Linked DNA regions of Muntiacus reevesi: region 2 is linked to region 1. The links are chromatin contacts, called in public Hi-C maps. All regions are on one chromosome and are shown on one strand. Each heading gives the region's core, a stretch centred on a gene start, on an enhancer-like site or on the middle of the called end of the contact. The rest is flanking DNA. Distances are from core to core; before and after follow the strand shown.

Region 1 (4,532 bases), core at 316-2,815:
GGTAGGAACTTCCTAGCAGTAAAACAAGACAATAAACAGGATGTATCCAAAACTTGTTTATTGGGATGGTCTCCCGTTCATCTTGATACAGGGTGTTTTTAGTGCTGCTTCCGTCTGAAAGAGCATCCTGCCCCCCCCAAAAAAAAAAAAAAATTCCAAAGGTTAACTGATAGCAGCCTACTTACCCTGCCTGAACCCCACAAAACAAAATGCCTCTAACCCATAGGAAACCTACATCTCTATTTTCAACTCTTTTACCTTCTCCCTAGTCACTAGACATCAGATTCAGCTCATATGAAGCCCTTTTATCACCCATCCACCCAGCTTTAGACAGTAGCACTTTGAGATGACTGTTTCCCGATTATGCATTTGGAAGACATTGAGAAAAGAGTAGAACAATTACATTAAACCATTTACCTTCTGTAAGCCTTGCTTTTCCTCCTGTAGGTTGGCAGAGGACAGTAGAGCAGCCAACACACAAAACTACTGTTTGTGCATGGCTAAAGACGGTGGTGATTTTATAGCATCCTGGGGGGAAACATCAACGAGTTACCCTTTCTTCCCCAAACCTTTCTTCACTTAAACATATGCTGCCGTGCATTAACTGTAGAACAAGTATGCTATGAAAATTCTTGGAATTTACTTTCCTAATCTAAACTTGATTATCTGGCTCTAGGTATACATCAAAGTCAACTCAAAAGCAACCTTGACCATGTGCCCCAAACTATGGATTTTCTGAGCAATCATCATCATCCAAAAAATTATTCAAAAGTCAAAGAGAAAAAATCCTGTACTTGGTGAGGAGAGATGCTCAGTAACTGGTCAACATATCTACCCCTTTGCCACCAGGAATTAAGTACATAAATTACCACAGAAGCCCAACATTATCATCGCAGTGTTTCCCAACACAAAAATTGTGGTCTACACAGAGTTTTGAAGGGGACTCTCTCTGGATCACTCCTCCTAAAATCCTAAAATTTTACTCATCTCTAACATTCAAATTTGAATACATTAGGGCTTCACGGATACCTTTTTTTTTTCAACTCGTGGGATTCAGTGCCTTCCCCACTACTACATGTTATCTCCTCACCTGGGCATTTTACATCCATGAAATAGGAATTGGGGCTCTGCACCAGGCGCTTCTTCTTGTGTTTCCTCTTCTCCTCTTCTGGAGAGGGATGAAGAAGATCCTTTGCGAGCTAACAGAGGCAGAAATGTAGAGATTTAGAAACCAATGGTGAACATGGATGATCGAAAACAGCCCACACTGCCACATAACGGGGAGAGCTCGCCCCTTGTCGCCCCTGGTGTCTGCGCAGCTGGGCCGCCATCTTATTGCCTCTCCGCTCCCGTCCATGTACGGGTCCCAGCTGGCCTCTGCGGCCCCTGTAGTTACTTGTCCTGGGAAGTGCGGAGGGCAAATGAGGGCCTTCTGTGATTCCCAAATCAGCGTGAGAGGAGCGTGCAGACAGAAGAACGAGATCTCCACGGAAACCTAGCCGGAGGAACTCACAGGCATGTTCTCGTGAGGAGGTCGTCACCACCGGAAAGGGGCGGAAGCGGAAATCCTGATCCTTAAATTCGCCGTCCCGCAGGAAATGACGTTAGGGCCTATCGCCGCCATGATGAGAAGGTCCTTCACTCACGGTTTGGGCCTTGGAGCGAGGTGGGGGCTGCCATTTTGGGAAGGTCTCTAAATGACAGGACTCAGATGAGTCGCCATGTTAAGAGAGTGAGCTTGGCATCTTAAGGTCAGTGTCTGATACCCGTCAAGGGGTAAATAGACATTTTTTAAAATTCGCGCTACACTTTAACAACAGGAACCAGTTAGGAAAACAGACAGAGTCATATCTGTGACTTGTTAAATTTCTTTACTATTTTTCTTTTTTTTTCTTTACTATTTTTCAATTGGTTTAGTTTGCCCATTTTTAGCAATTCAGTAATGTAAATATAAAAAAAAGCAAGTTCTCATCTTTTCCGCACTTTCAGCCTATTTCTAGGACTAGCCGTTGTTAATTTTATTCTCTCCTTTCCATCTTTCTCTGTAATAATTATTACATTAGTCACTTCTGTATTGTTCGGACTGCTTTTAATGTTAATCTTCACAACTCTGTCTTTACATTCCCACATCCTTTCCGCCACATTTTCATCAGAACTGCCTTTCCAAGATTTCTAATCTTGGCAGCACTGACACTCTGGGTAGGGAATGAAAAGAAAGAAAAAAGACCAAATCACTATTTTATACAGTAATGATCAAAGCGTTAAAATGTCCATTTGTCATAAAGGAGGAACAAAGATGACTCAAATGGTATATGGGGACCTGGTTAATTCCAAAGGAATAGAATGGGACAAGGGATGTGAGTTCTTGTCAAGGATACGCTGGCAAACGTTTAACCATTGACTTTCTGGAGGGGAGCCCTGATTTGTTGTCTTCGCTAATTTCAATGGAGAAAATACTCGCAGCTTGGCCAGTTTCAGACTACCTCATTAAACACGGATTGGAAAGCACGATCTGTCTTCATGAGCCGGTGATAACTGGTTCCAGCACACTACTGCTGTTGTTCAGTTGCTCAGTCATGTCTGGCTCTTTGCAACTCCATGGACTGCAGCAGGCCAGGCTTCCCTGTCCTTCTCTATCTCTTAGAGTTTGCTCAAACTCTTGTCCATTGAGTCAATGATGCTATCCAACCATTTCATCCTCTGTTGGCCCCGCCCCTTCTCCTCCTGCCTGCAGTCTTTCCCAGCATCAGGGTCTTTTCTAATGAGTCCACTGTTTGCATCAGGTGGCCGAAGTATCGGAGCTTCAGCATCAGTCCTTCCAATGAGTATTAAGGGTTGATTAAGGATTGACTGGTCTGATCTTGCTCTCCAAGGGACAACTCTCAAGAGTCTTCTCCAGCACCACAGTTCAAAAGCATCAATTCGGGGGGTTCAGGATGGGGAATACATGTAAATCCATGGCTGATTCATGTCAATGTATGGCAAAAACCACTACAATATTGTAAAATAATTAGCCTCCCAACTAATAAAAATATTTGGGGAAAAAAAAAAGCATCACTTCTTCATCCCTTAACCTTCTGTATGATTTGGCACACTACTGATGGGTGAGAAAAACCTCTGAGGAAGTGACATGTTCCCAGGTGGCTCAGTGGGAAAGGATCCAGCTGCCAATGCACTAGATGCAGTTTCAATCCCTGTGTCGGGAAGATCTCCCAGAAGAGGAAATGGCAACTCACTCTAACATTCTTGCCTGGGAAATCCCGTGGACAGATGAGCCTGGCAGGCTATAGTCCATGGGGTCGAAAAGAGCGGGACACAACTGAGTGACTGAGCACATGCACACCGAAAGACAAGAAATTAAACAAGCAGCAATCTGGGATTACAGCATTCTAGGCAAGAGTTTGTGAATACAAAACCAGAGACCAGGAAGAGCCTACCATAATTGCGGGGGCCAAAGGTATTATTGCAGAAGCTCTGAGAGCTAGTGGGAGAGTACTGTGGAGATGAGGTTCCAGTGAAAGCAGGTATCCAACAGCATAAGTGACATGGGTTCAATCCCTGAGTCAGGAAGATCCCCTGGAGAAGGAAATGGCAACCCACTCTTCCCATTATTGCCTGGAAAATCCCATGGACAGGGGAGCCTGGCGGGCTACAATCCATGGGGTCGCAAGAGTCAGACATGGAAAAAAAAAGCAGACACAACTTAGCAACTAAACAGCAATTTAGAGAGGTGAAAAAGAATAGTCTGAAAAAGAATAGTCTGGGATGAAAAGTCCAGATTCAGACAAAATAAGATGAAATGAAAAAGAACCAATAGGTTTTTATCAGACAAATCCATGAAAACTGAAGAATAATTTAAAGCACTTGTGAGAGATGGTTTGACCAGCAGGGAGAAGTAGAGAATACTCGGGTTTTGTAATACAACTTGAAGACATAATGGGTGGTGAGATAAAGGATAAAAGAGGATTGAATAGTTGTGTTTGAGAGGGACAAACCCTGGCACATAGTACGACAAGGATAACTGAAGTGACCAAAGATGCCTTTTCATAACCAGTACACTATGTTTATAGGACTATTCTACTGACCTGCTATTAGAAAAGCAGATATTTTGAATATTTTTTCCAAAGTAAAGATAAAGTTGGTTTTGTGTAACCATATTCTCCATATTTCAGCTTTCTGGTTGCCAAGGCCACACATTCACAGTCTGTTCATTAGTGTGTTAGGAGTACTGCCTCCGGACTGTGTTAAAAGATCCACATCTCATCAAGAGAATGACACGAGACATTTGTAGTCTCAGTCTCTGTCTTCCTGAGCTGGCCTGTCAGAGAATTCATACACAGGTTCCCAGAAGGAAGATTGTTCAAGATGAAGCTCCAGAATGTATCTAGTGTTAGGGTTAGGGTTAGGGTCAGGGCTTGGAGACTGGGAGAGGGAGTATGTGGAGCTGATTCTATAGTATAATTAATTTTAATTTTCACTCTGTTCCACCAGGGGGCAGACTGACTCAACAAACAGCCACCAACTCCAGCCAT
Region 2 (3,984 bases), core at 1,333-3,832, 250 kb after region 1:
TTGATCCCCTTGCAGTCCAAATGGACTCTCAAGAGTCTTCTCCAGCACCACAATTTGAAAGCGTCTATTCTTCAGTGCTCAACCTTCCTTATGATCCAATTGTTAAATGTGTATGACTATTGGAAAAACCATAGCTTTGACTGTAGGGACATTTGTCAGCAAAGTGATGTCTCTGGTTTTTAATATGCTGTCTGGGTTTGTCATAGCTTCTCTTCCAAGGAGCAAGTGTCTTTTAATTTCATGACTGCAGGCATCGTCCCCAGTCATTTTGGAGCCCAAGAAAATAAAATCTGCCACTGTTTCCACTTTCCCCCCATCTATTGGCCATGAAATGATGGGACCGGATGCCATGATCTTTGTTTTTTGAATGTTGAATTTTAAGCCAGTTTTTTCACTCTCCTCTTTCACCTTCATCAGGAGGCTCTTTAGTTCCTCTCCGTTTTCTGCCATTAGAGTGGGGTCATCTGCATATCTGAGGTTATTGATATTTCTCCCGGCAGTCTTTAAAATCTTTAAAGACAATCAGAAAAAAGAGGGTTGGTTACTCTCAGAAGAGCAATCATTTGACTAACAACTCTTTTTTCACAGCAAAAATGGAAGCCATAAATAGTAAAATAATATTGTAAATGTGCTGAAAGAAAATGACTTCCAGTTTGGAATTACATATCTAGAGAAAATGTCCTTCAAAACAAAGGTGAAATAAAGATGTATTCAGAGAAGCTGAAAACAAGAAAGTTAGCCGCCAGCAGAAGGGCACTAATTCTCAAGAAGGAGTATTATTCCATAGTGTTGCGGATACAGGAAGAAATATAGAGCTTTAAAAATGGTAAATCTCAGTGACCATTGTCTTAGTAAGCATTAATGTCCTATGGGATTGAAAATATATATGGAATTTAAATTCTGTAAACATATACACCTACACTTACCCAACAGGAACAATTGCATCTCACAAGAATCTTGTACAAAAATGGTCGTAGCAGCTTTATTCATAAGGCTTCAAACTGGAAACAACCCAAATGTATTAGCTTGTGTCTCAGCCAGTCAGAGGTCCTGTATTCAACACAGGAGAATGGGTAAACAAACTGTGGAATATTTATGCAATGGAATGCTACTCATAATAAAAGGGAACAAATTGCTGACAGATGCAAAACTTCAGAAGAATTTTTAAATGGGTCAAGCAAAAGAAGTTAGACAGAAAAAGAGTACATAGGATGTTAGTCCTTTTATGTGAACAACAGCAAAAGTAATCTCTGATAATAGAAATTAGAATAGTGATTGCCTCTAGGAGAAGGGCAAAGGAGTATCAGTAAATTTTTTGAGGCGATAAAAATGTTTTATGTTAATCTGTGTGGTGGTTACCTGGGCAAAATATATTACTCACAATTAATCGAGCTGTAGACTTAAGGTCTGTGCATTCTGCTGCAGTAAATAATACACCAATATAGTACTTAAAGGAGTTACACAACAATATATACAATTCCGGAGGGAGTGATGGTGGTGAACGGAATTAAATTATTCTTGCATTTTTCTCGAGGAGGGAATAGATTTTATAAAGTTAGACTTTGACAATCAAGGAGGCGCGTCATAATTTTTAGGATAACCACTAGAAATGTAGAAAACGAGTGGGAGCTCTCAATTGACAGAAGGAGGGAAGGAATAATAAATAGTAATCAATACGAAAGAAGGCAAGGAGGATAAGTAGGATTATAGCAAGGACAAAAAGCACATAGTAATATGAATTGATGTAAATGCAACCACAGTACATCCATGTACGTGGCTGTGAAACTTTGAATAAAGGTGGAATCTGCCAGAGAGGTTGTAGAAAGAGGAAAGGAGAAAGGAGAGGAAACTGGACAAAAAATGGCAGAGGGCTGGTCCTTCTCTCCTGTCGTTTCCCTTGCCCTCCTTTTCTGAGCTCTCTTTCCAAAGGCTGTCTCAGTTTCCCTTCTAGTCCCTCAGTACCATCAGTACTTTCCCTCCCTGAGTCAATCAACACACATGCAGACTCATATCCGTTTCTCCTGCCTCAAGAGCTTCTATGAACCACATCCAGACATGTAGTGTTCACAGTCACCTAAAATCCCTTCCTACATGATTGCGCTTGCTTTTTCCATTTCACTCGCTGATAGCAAAAACAGCTTTTAAAGGCTGCATTTTTGAGGGAGAAAAAAGTAGGATTACGGTAGTTACATTTACTGAAGAAATTTTTTTTTTTACTGAAGAAATTTAAAACAGAAAAACTGTCCCAGGAGAAAAGTAAAAACACCGCTAGCAGAGGATGGTTTCGATCCATCGACCTCTGGGTTATGGGCCCAGCACGCTTCCGCTGCGCCACTCTGCTCCTACGAGCGCGTGTTTCCCAAGAATCATATAGAAAGGTCTCCAGATGTCAGCCATGCTAAATTGTTTACACAGCGCTCCCTAGCGTCTGCAAAAAGGCGTTAATGTCTAACCCGTTCTTATTGGCTAGTTACTGACATAGCAGGCCCTTTTCATTGGCTCAATAAACCGGTTTGCCAAAGCAAACCAATAGGCCCAGACAGCGGAGTACGGCAGGAGCCAATCGCGTTGGAGTTTGTTGGGACACGCCGGCAAGCTGCCTCTCCAGTTCTCGGGTCCCCAGAGGAAAGGGGCGGTTGGTGTGGCCTCCATTGTTCGGGATCTAGGACGCCATGAGGTAAGGGCTGTGGGGTGCTCTGGAGAGGTTTCAGGTATTCGAGCGAAAACTTTAGGAAGTTGGTCCGAAAGGAGTCGGCGGACTGGAAAGGGCCATGTACCTGGGGGTTGCACGGAAACCTGGGAACTCCGGGTCTAAGAGACTGGGGGAGGTCGGGGGCAGTGGAGGCGGGGAAACTTGGCCGGGGATGGGGGGTGGGGCCCAGGAGTCGGGAGGCGGTTTCGACTGTTCGATCTCTGGGGGAGTTCACATGAGGGGGTGTCTTAAGGTTCCAGGAGGAGCACCTCTACACCCCCTATTTGGACTGAGAAGGCTGGAACGTGTCTCATTCATCCTCAATGTCAGGCGCTTGACATACAGATACGCCTGATAGATGCTTTTACTACATTTACTGCAATCACATTAGTCTCCGAAGTATTAGGGTTGGCGGGACCCAGCAGTTATGGGGTGTTTCTTGTAGGGCTCTCTGAGCCTCGTCAGTATTTAATGTGATTTGATGTGATTCAGTTATTCAGTCATGGGGAGTGAGCCTGGACATTTGGAAGGTGTAGAAGTGTAAGTGAGAATGGGATCCTTTGGCTTCCAAAGGGAAGCGCAGAGCGATAGAGGTAGGCTAACTTGAAATCATATGGCCGGTATCGAGGAGATTGCTTCAACGAGGTGAAAACAAAGTTAAAATGTGTTAATAATGCATTTCTAGGGGTGACAGAGGCCGAGGTCGTGGCGGGCGCTTTGGTTCCAGAGGAGGCCCAGGAGGAGGGTGAGTGCCAGTTTTTAGCATCTCTGTGCCCGTTGCTTTCCGTTTCAGTCATCTAAATAGGAGTTTGGAGTGGAGTAATCTTAGCTGCCTTGTTGAGATCCAGCTGTACTTTAAAAGTATTCTTCTCATGCTCTCTTGATAAATGAGTTTGACCCCATGATGTGAAGTCAATTTGATTTATGTGGTGAGTAATCTGGATTGTTTTTCTGCTTTTTAGGTTCAGGCCCTTTGTGCCACATATTCCGTTTGACTTCTATTTGGTGAGTACCTTGGCCACTATTCAGTTGTTGTTTCTTGGAACCTGGCATTTCCCTGATAATGAAGTCATATGGTAGCTGGAGTAGAAAAAGGGAGGTTTTGAGTCATCTGTGTTGCTTTACATACAGAAACAGTGTAATCTGGGTGGGGAAGATAGTTCCTTCATTACAATTGACAGTAACATGATTATAATCTTTGGTCTGAACAGTTAATTGTATCACTGCCTTATCTGTTAATATAAGGGTAGTGAGAGCATAAGTGTTGTAGAATTGTCTCTTTTTTTGTGTTG

The links. Hi-C and Micro-C count contacts between places; a contact is called where the count stands out from the background.
Region 2: a Hi-C map of muscle shows a contact between it and region 1, with 5 times the contacts expected there. The contact joins the promoter of ILF2 here to the promoter of RPS27 in region 1. A contact is called at or near these places in 2 of 3 Hi-C or Micro-C datasets (blood and muscle).

Annotation. Positions count from the first base shown.
Region 1 is chr1:79,244,667-79,249,198 of mMunRee1.1, forward strand. RPS27 (ribosomal protein S27) reads right to left here and starts at 1,566. Exons shown (of 4, transcript XM_065903674.1): 1 at 1,514-1,566; 2 at 1,091-1,199; 3 at 418-528. The coding sequence starts at 1,519.
Region 2 is chr1:79,497,793-79,501,776 of mMunRee1.1, forward strand. ILF2 (interleukin enhancer binding factor 2) reads left to right here and starts at 2,583. Exons shown (of 14, transcript XM_065903837.1): 1 at 2,583-2,677; 2 at 3,378-3,437; 3 at 3,655-3,697. The coding sequence starts at 2,673. It overlaps TRNAM-CAU (transfer RNA methionine (anticodon CAU)), which reads right to left and starts at 2,341; the gene lies at 2,270-2,341.